3 separate regions of the Mus musculus genome follow, and all the other regions are linked to region 2. The links are chromatin contacts, called in public Hi-C maps. All regions are on one chromosome and are shown on one strand. The core of a region is the stretch at or near the end of the contact, and the rest is flanking DNA. Distances in the headings are between cores, read along the strand shown.

Region 1 (2,700 bases), core at 81-2,580, 220 kb before region 2:
GCTCTTGAGCTGCCATTCTCCCATGATGCCAAGGGACTTTGAATTCCACGATTTTGCAAGGATTTTTAGTATCACAGAAATATGGCAGCCTTTCCCACATAGCATTTGCATTTTACCACTACCCAACAATGTCCGTCCTCCACAAGGATAAATGTTGGAATTGTGAAGATCTTGAAGTTAGCTATTGAGGGTTCACTGTTTTGGTTCCTTACAAAGGGGACTATTTGCCTTCATCACTGTAGTATCTAACCCCCAACACCTAATAGCCATTTAATACACGTCAATTGAATGAGTAAAATATGGATACCTCTGACCCCTTCGCTCAACCTCTACATGTTTTTTTAAAGTCTTATCTTCAGAAAGTGCTTGTGACTTTTCATCAGCACCAATGAAATCTATAGCAAAAATAACCCTTGAGGGTCTAGAAAGGTGGTTCCCTGGGTCAAGTGCTGGCCACACAAGCTAAGTTCAAATACCCAGAACCCCCACAAAGCCAAGCATGGTAGCATGCACGTCTGTAATCCCAGCATTCCTACAAAGAGATGGGAGGTAGAGACAAGAGGATCCTGGGAAATGCACTGGCCAGATAGCCTAGCACACACAGTGAAAAACCATCAGAGACTCCATCTCAAACAAGGTAGAAAGTTAAAACTCTCTGTAGATTGTATACACAAATATAAACACGATCACTGCACACACATACATACACACTCACACTCACGCTCATGTGCTTGCGTGAAAACCATTGACATCCTATGTGGTAAAGCAGTTTCCATATTCTGGTCTTTATTTCCCTTTCTAACCCCCACACTCCCCACACTCCCTACACCCCCACCCCTGCTCCCCAATTCCCAATCCTGCTTTTAGGAAAGGAGGAAAACTGAAAACAAGAAAAAGAAAATGAAGATAAAGTGACTTGCAGTGAATGCCTCAGACTCCAAAGCCACCAAACTTTTCCCCTCTGACTGCTATAGCCTAGCCCTTTTTTATTTTTATTTTTTTAAATCAAGGGGGAAACTAAGAAAGGAATCGCCCTTTCATCTGTTTTCAGAAGTCATGAGGTTACGTCACTGGAAGGAGAAAAATGTTCAGACACTCTGGGAGTCAGGCACAAAGAAAAGCTTCCTCCGAGTTAGGATGCACCTGCTTACTGAGCAGGTTCTAGCTCCTGCATCTGGGGCTGAGGGGTTTAGCCAGCCAGGGAATGCAGCTGTTTACTTTAGAAAAAATGTTTACACTGTAAATACCCCATGGTATTATGCCTGGTGTACAAAAATTCCAGTTCCAGAGAAAATACATAAATCTGACCTTGATGGGGCTAGCCCAGCCAGCCCCATGCTTAGCAAATGCTCAGCGTTTTTCTCTGTGGAAGCAGATGGCTTTGCCCTGTGGACTTTGGAATCCTCTCTCTCTTTTTTCTTTCTTTCTTTTTTTTCAGAAGTCCTTCATTTCTCAGAATAATTGAGAGCAAGCCAGTTCTTCCAGGTGCCTTGAGAACAATGAAAAACTATTAGTCACCTGGGAAATTTCCTCTTTATTTTTAAATGAGACTCCATGGAATGAACTGCTTCAAGCAGCTTTTGCACTATCGGTGAATAAGGTGATTTTATGGTCATACTTAATGAACCAGATTCGGTGGATATGGTTATCTTGTTTCACGGAACAGGGGTGTGTTTGATACCTTTCTTTTTCTTTCTTTGAGCAACTTAAGGGAAAAGAGGTGTATTTCTTTTCAAGGTTGAAAGAATACAGTTCATCATGGCTTGGCCCTTGCTGTCCATAGGTAGCTACAAACACTGCAGCGGGATACAGGAAGTACATGCAGTGAGACCCAACCAGAGATGGGCTATCACCTTAAAGCCTGTCCCTATTTGTGTGTGTCTAGCAGTTATGCCACAAGTACCAAAAGTTTCATCACATACCAAATAGCCTCCTCAGTTAGGGACCTCCTAGTCACATACCACATAAGCCTGGAAGGGACATTTGAGATCCAACCAGGAGAGGCCTTCAGCAACCAGAAGCGGGAGTTCTAAACAAATAAAACAACAATCAGTGAAGTTGCAGGATCAGAATGAAAACCTCTGTAACAAGGATTGTGGGTTGAGTCCCGCCCCATACCCCAGTTATTGTCACCCACCTGATCACGATCTCAGCTGGAAAGTGAATTAAAGTAGGGTCTCTTTGTTCCAATAAAACTCCAAATCAAAATTCAAACTGAAAGTCAGTCAACCCTAAACCAAAAGACCCAACTAATTACTCAAACCTTTGCTGTTCTGACAGTTTCCTTCTTTACAACTCCTTCCCTTTGTTACTTTAATTTCTTCCCCCTCAAAAAAAAAAGAATAGTTGTAATTTATGGCTAGGAGGAGTAACTGATTGCTGCTGGCAAGTTAACTGAAGGGGCCAATTGTTCCATAAGGCAAGACTCAGAAGGCTTGGAGCCATTCACCCGAAAAGACTGATGTGTGAAAGGGCAAAGCATGGTCCCTCCATTGTGTGACCCAGAGTTTTCCTGTTTGCTTCCAAATTCCTTAAGGTAACCTGGTGTGCTATAGGCCAAGCCCTGGGGACAGTGCAGAAAGCCAGAGGTGTGTGCTCCACACTCCCATCAGGGTCAGCTTCCTGGCCACAAAGGCTGCCTGTTCACATTTGTTGGCATGATCAAGACCTTTTACATGATTGTCAAGACATGCAACAAAC
Region 2 (2,700 bases), core at 12-2,511:
TTAGCCTCAAGCTCATATATTGAGGCTGGCCTTGAACTTGTGGCCATCCTCTTGCATCAAGGGCTAGGATTACAGGTATGTGAGCCTCCAGGCCTGGATGTACGTTTTGAGAATTTTTTCCTAAGGTTTCTATGGATCAAACCCAAAGCTTTATGTGTAATAGGCAAATTCTCTTCTACTGAGCCACACCCCCAGTCCTGTCTTCCGTTCTTAAATCCTATGTATTGTTTTCTGTAACTCAGTACCATGGCTACTTTTCTGCTCTTTCTTTGAAGCTCTTTAGTGGACCTGGTATCCAAGATAGAAGTGAGGGTCCTGTGTCCTTGTCCTCATTCAGGAGTGGTGTAAGAAAGAGAAAGTGAGAATACCATGTCCTTTGAAGGGTCAGATGGGTGAGGCTGCTAGAAGCTGCTGAGGGTGCTTTTCTGGGACTTTTCATAGAACTTTTTTCACTTGTAAACGCTAGGCTGTCTCCTAGCAGCCTTCAGTCTAAAACCCCCCAGAAGGGCACACAGTCTTCCACAGATAGTGGTAGCAGTTCCACAGCTTTCTTCTGCAGCCTGGTCTGCTGGGGGAGCAAGCCTGTCGTTGTGCCTGGAGGGAGGCCTCTGCACTTGCACCAGGCAGAGTGGGCTTCAGGTTTGAGTCAGGGATGGGGAGCTAGTGCCAAGCAAGCTATCCGAGCCCAGGTCAGTCTGTGAGCCCTTCCGAGGCCCGGACAGAAAGGCCAGAAACATTCAAGCTGAGCAGGCCAGAAAGAGAGGACTAATTTGGCAGGCAAGGCCCAGAGCAGGAAGACAGGCACACAGAACCGCAGTCTCTGCTGTACTCAGTCTAAAGATGACAGGGTGGGACTCGTTGAGAGCAGAGGTCCCTTCCAGCAGCACATTCTCTTTTAGCTTCATGCTGGAAAGTGAAGGTCAGAGCAAGCATTGTGTACTTTCGTCCCAGCTCCACTCCCAGCTGGCAATGACTTTCCAGCGTCTTCCCAGAGCCAAGAGCTGCATCCCTTTCTGTCCTTGGCCATATCTGCAGGGACTCGTGCAGGGGATGTGCAGGGACCAGGGCTCTGTGAAAAATTGGAAAGAGTGAATGTGAGAGTAGGGGTCTGGCTGCCAGGTGCGTGTGGCTGGGCAGCGTGACCTGCCCTTGGAAGCTCAGGGAGGAAGCTGAAGCACTGACCATATCCAGACAGCCTGGGGCCGAGTAGTTGGCCTCCTTTTTCCTGTCCTGGCAAGTGGGTCACAAGATTGACTCAGCACCCAGATGTGTGCTCTGGCTCAGTATCCAGTGCTACATAAGCCTCACGAGGAGCAGGGTGCAGGCCCTAGGCTTCCAGGCCGGCCTGGAGGAACATCAGGGCCCAGCTCCTTCGCCGCCACCTCTTCCTTCCACGTGCCTTCCAGTGTCCTGGTTGAACCCGAGAGAGGACTGTGGCTAAGAGTAGACAGAAATGGTTAGGAATCTTTTGGGTTAGAGGTCTGCTTCAGAGAGGTGTGTGCAAGCCTGGCTTCTTCTTGTGCTGTCTCTACTATTTCCCTCCCTGAGGCCAGCCAGATTGGTTGGTGGGCGGGCTGGCTTTGTTGGAAGCAGCAGAAGCAAGGTCATGCTGATAGTACACAAAAAAGAACAACAGGACGTTCTCAGGGCCATACTTCTCCTGGCAATGCATGCTGCTGGGCCCCCTGGGGTGCACCTGGATGCTTTGCGGCTCCTAGTGAAAGCCTGGGTGTGGGGCTGGTCTCCCTTCATGGTGGAGAACAAAGGCAGAGCTTAAGATAGTGGGTGAACTTGCCTTCTGTTTCCTTCTTAGGGACCTGGACCATAACGAGATCTCGGGTACAATCGAGGATACCAGTGGTGCCTTTACGGGGCTTGACAACCTCAGCAAGCTGTGAGTATTTCAGACTGGGAGTGTGCGGTTCCGCAAGCTCTGGGATGCAGGGGTGCCACTCATGCAGCTCCCCTGAGTCTCCTGTGTCCTGGGACCACAGAGGACAGCAGCAGGCCTTCTGCTGTGTGCAGAGAAGAGGCTGAGGGCTACAGTGAGGAATCCGCAGTGGCTCACAGGCCACTCTCACAGTCTTCATACTGTCAGTGTGTGGTGGTCCTTAGGGCTGCTGGGCTTGGTCCTGTTTACAGCCCATCTGAAAGCACCTATATGTTCTGTCCTCTGCACAGAGGGGTGTTGCTGCCTTCTTTAGTTTCTAGAGATGTGTGAAGTACCTTTCAGTAGTATTGAGGCTCTTGTCAGTCTTTTTGTTGCTAATTATAATCACAAGTAGAAGCAGCCATCACCAAGAGCACTAGTCATAGCTACTTTGAATTCAGTTTGGAGAGTCTTTGTCCTGCCCTCCTAGAATTCGTCCACTGCTGTAGTAGGTACATGTCTGTGTGCAGGCTCCATTATGCAGCCTTTAGAGCTCCAGAGACAAGTGAAGGGAACTAGCCCAGGACCTGGCAGGTGGCAGGTTCGGATTTGTACCCCTGGATATGGTATACTTGTTCTCTTGCCCAAGTTGCAGAATGCTCTGCAGTTCTGCTGCTGGGGGCCTGTCCATGCCAGCTTGTGAGGGAGGGGGCATTTCTGGACCTCACAGAAGAACTTCAAGAGAACCTCGAGCGACCTGTGTAGAAGCAGCCCCCGCCCGACCCCTGTCCACCTCTGACATTGATCAGGAGGGGAAGAGGGTGTTCTGT
Region 3 (2,700 bases), core at 177-2,676, 190 kb before region 2:
AGCACAAGTTAGAAGCAAGAGAAAGTTGTGGAGTGAGGAGAAGGGACATCACAGCAGAAATGCTGGATGCAGCCTACTGCTCTGCAAACACTATTAGGCAGGGAGGGAAGAGAGACTGGACTGAGGCAAGCCTTCACTGTCAAGTTGCAGAACACAGAGCCAATCTGGTTGGCATCTGGGATCCAATAAAGGCTTTTTGTTCACACAAGAGTGATATGTGCTATTGGCGTTCTGGCAGCTGGTAGGGGGCAGATATGGAAGTGAGCCTCGAATGCCAGATGGAAAAGGTGAGTCGCTCCCTCACGAGGAGATTATTAAATAAAGAGGGGATAGGGCTCTGTTTGGAGAGTGCTTGTCTAGCACGCACAAGGCCCAGGGTTTGATTCCTAGCATTGTGTAAACTGGATGTAGTGGTATATGCCTTGTAATCTTGGCATTTGGGAAATGGAGGCCAGAAGATCCGAAGTTCAAAGTCAGCCTCAGCTATACAGTGAGTTGAGGCCAGCCCGGGCTGTGTGAGAGCCTATCTCAGAAAACCAAAATAAATTAATAGAGGAAGAAACCATGCTAAAGGCAGACTAATCTATCAGCAAAATGCCTGAGGGAACTCTAGGTTAGAGACAGAGTTACTACTGCCCCTAATCCTAAGGAGAAATGCAGGTCTGTTATCTATTTGTGAAAAGAAGGAAGGAATCTCTACCAGCTATCTATTGCTCCCTAACAACCTAGTACTCTCAAAACCTTCCAATATCAAAGTTTCTGGGATCATTCAGGCTCCCTGCCTAGCATCCCCACCTAAATTATAATCAAGATGCCGCCAAGACAGAGGCTTCCACAGAAGGTTCCCCTGAGGAAGGGCCCTCTGCTCTCATCCTCGTGGTTGCTGGCAGAGTACCATTATGAAAATGTTGTTACACAGGAGACCCGAGCTCCATGTTCACTGCAAGACAAAGAACAGACACACTCGGTTTTCCTTGACGTTCCTGGGGTTCTTGCCCAAGTGAGTTTGCTTCATGACAAGACCAAGCCAGCAAGACAGAAGTCCAGCCCTCTGTAACTTAATTAAAGAAATGACAACCCGTCAACTTGGCCAGCTCTGATGATTGGAAGCAAGTCATGAGGTCCAACCCACACTGAGGGCTGGGCAGAGGAGGGAACAAAGGCCTGATACAAGGAGTTGTGGTCACTGGGGCCTGTTTAGAAGGTGAGGTTTGCTCCTGTGAGTGTTCCTTACCTGACTGGGAACAAGACAAGGCCTGGAGTGCTTTGTCCCTCACCCCCCGCCCCCATCCAGCCAGGAAATCATCTTGCTCCCCCTTGGCCTGCCGATCAACATCTGGGGCTAGTGATCCCTGCTACAGCATCATCCACTTCTGATAATCAGATGCCTCTTCTGACGTCAGAGCATCTGGGAACAGTTAGAGGCAAGCTGTGCTGGCTGAGTCTTCCTGCCAGCATCGGCTGATTGTGGACAGTGCCGTGCTCGGCCCCTATGGTGTATGATGGCCACGCACTGAAGGACTTGTTAAACACACAGATCAAGTCTTAACAACAGTCTTCAGTGGACCCTTACTTTCGCAGACAGAGTTGGCTGGCAGGTTTGCTGAAGGATTTACTCTGCTGCGAGCAGGGTTTCCACAAACAGTCATGTCAGAAAGGGGCAGACAACCCAAAGGCAAGGCTGGAGGAACTAACTGAGAGCTCAGAGCCCAGCTGTGTCAACTGCTATTCCAAACCACCCGAGGCAAAGAGAAATGACAACAGCTGTCATTGTGTGTGCAGACCGTGGTCCAGGAGGGGCTGAGCATGTGACCTTGGGGGTCTAGTTTTCACTCCCTGGTAGAACAGAGTTAAGGTTGTCATCCCCAGTTGGCTGAGGAGAAGCTGACTGAGAGATAAAGGGGTGCACGTGGACCTGCACAGACACTGGTCAGCAGCTCTAGGTAGGGACCATCTGCCTCCAAAGCTTACCACTCTGAAACTGGACACCAGCAGTGATTTATCTTCATCGATGGTTACAAACTATAAGAAGGCTTCAGAAGAGACTTGAGGGAAGGGACAAGAAGTTTTCATCACTAAAGGGTCTCTTATCATCTGCATCACACAGATGAAGAGTCTGGGCTCTCAAGAGAACGAGTCTTTGCACAAGACCGCCTTGCAGGGCACTGGGGAACCAAGTCAAAGCCAGGTCGCACTGGCTCCAAACCTCACAGTCTTCCTCATGTCTTTCCCGCTGAGGGAAATCCCAACATATCATCTCTCAGAAGATGAGAGTCATTACTTCCTGATTTCTATAGACTCCATGTGAGTGCTAATTTCAAATCACACGTAGCCACGGGAGGTTGTTCGACCTCTCAGAACAATTACAGCTGGAACGGGGTGGGAGGTGGGGGTGGGGTGGGGGGAGGGCAGGCTCAACCTGTTGCTTCCAGCTTGTTGGATGGCTTATCTCCACACACATTAAAAACATATGGGAGGTCAAAGCTCCATGCGCTAGCCTGGCGGGGGAGCAGGGAACTGGATAAGCAAATATGCATACCTCCCCGATCCCAACTGCTGGACTCTTGTTGCCAACTGACGTAATTTCCTGTGCTTATTCCAAACTAGTCATGAGGGCAGGAAGTATTGTGATGACCAGAACCAGGCCAGTTAGGCTAGCAGCTGCCTGCACATTGCCTTCTTCCTTGATTTAAAAAAAAA

What was found. Hi-C and Micro-C count contacts between places; a contact is called where the count stands out from the background.
Region 1: a contact with region 2 is called in a Hi-C map of uterus, with 2.3 times the contacts expected there. The contact joins two enhancer-like sites. A contact is called at or near these places in 4 of 39 promoter capture datasets (cranial neural crest, embryonic stem cells and liver), 2 of 484 Hi-C or Micro-C datasets (liver and uterus), 4 of 115 datasets of contacts at active chromatin or transcription factors (astrocytes, double positive thymocytes and embryonic stem cells) and 1 of 9 other capture datasets (embryonic stem cells).
Region 3: a Hi-C map of uterus shows a contact between it and region 2, with 2.8 times the contacts expected there. The contact joins two enhancer-like sites. A contact is called at or near these places in 2 of 15 datasets of contacts at CTCF or cohesin (the NIH/3T3 cell line and pro-B cells), 25 of 484 Hi-C or Micro-C datasets (CD4 T cells, the G1E-ER4 cell line, the HL-1 cell line and 9 more), 8 of 115 datasets of contacts at active chromatin or transcription factors (T-cell acute lymphoblastic leukemia, embryonic midbrain, embryonic stem cells and 1 more) and 1 of 9 other capture datasets (embryonic stem cells).

Annotation. Positions count from the first base shown.
Region 1 is chr6:94,834,516-94,837,215 of GRCm38.p6, reverse strand. No RefSeq gene overlaps it. Among named protein-coding and RNA genes, the nearest start is that of 4930511E03Rik, 110 kb to the left of the region's middle. Within about 2 kb of position 1,330, at least 10 of the 459 cell types and tissues checked have an H3K27ac peak or open chromatin away from gene starts, as enhancers often do. A contact at or near this core is called in uterus, where this site is marked.
Region 2 is chr6:94,619,447-94,622,146 of GRCm38.p6, reverse strand. Lrig1 (leucine-rich repeats and immunoglobulin-like domains 1) reads left to right here. Exons shown (of 19, transcript NM_008377.2): 9 at 1,814-1,894. Among named protein-coding and RNA genes, the nearest start is that of Mir7041, 14 kb to the right of the region's middle. Within about 2 kb of position 1,261, at least 40 of the 459 cell types and tissues checked have an H3K27ac peak or open chromatin away from gene starts, as enhancers often do. A contact at or near this core is called in fibro-adipogenic progenitors, muscle stem cells and uterus, where this site is marked.
Region 3 is chr6:94,805,722-94,808,421 of GRCm38.p6, reverse strand. No RefSeq gene overlaps it. Among named protein-coding and RNA genes, the nearest start is that of Lrig1, 110 kb to the right of the region's middle. Within about 2 kb of position 1,426, at least 51 of the 459 cell types and tissues checked have an H3K27ac peak or open chromatin away from gene starts, as enhancers often do. A contact at or near this core is called in fibro-adipogenic progenitors, muscle stem cells and uterus, where this site is marked.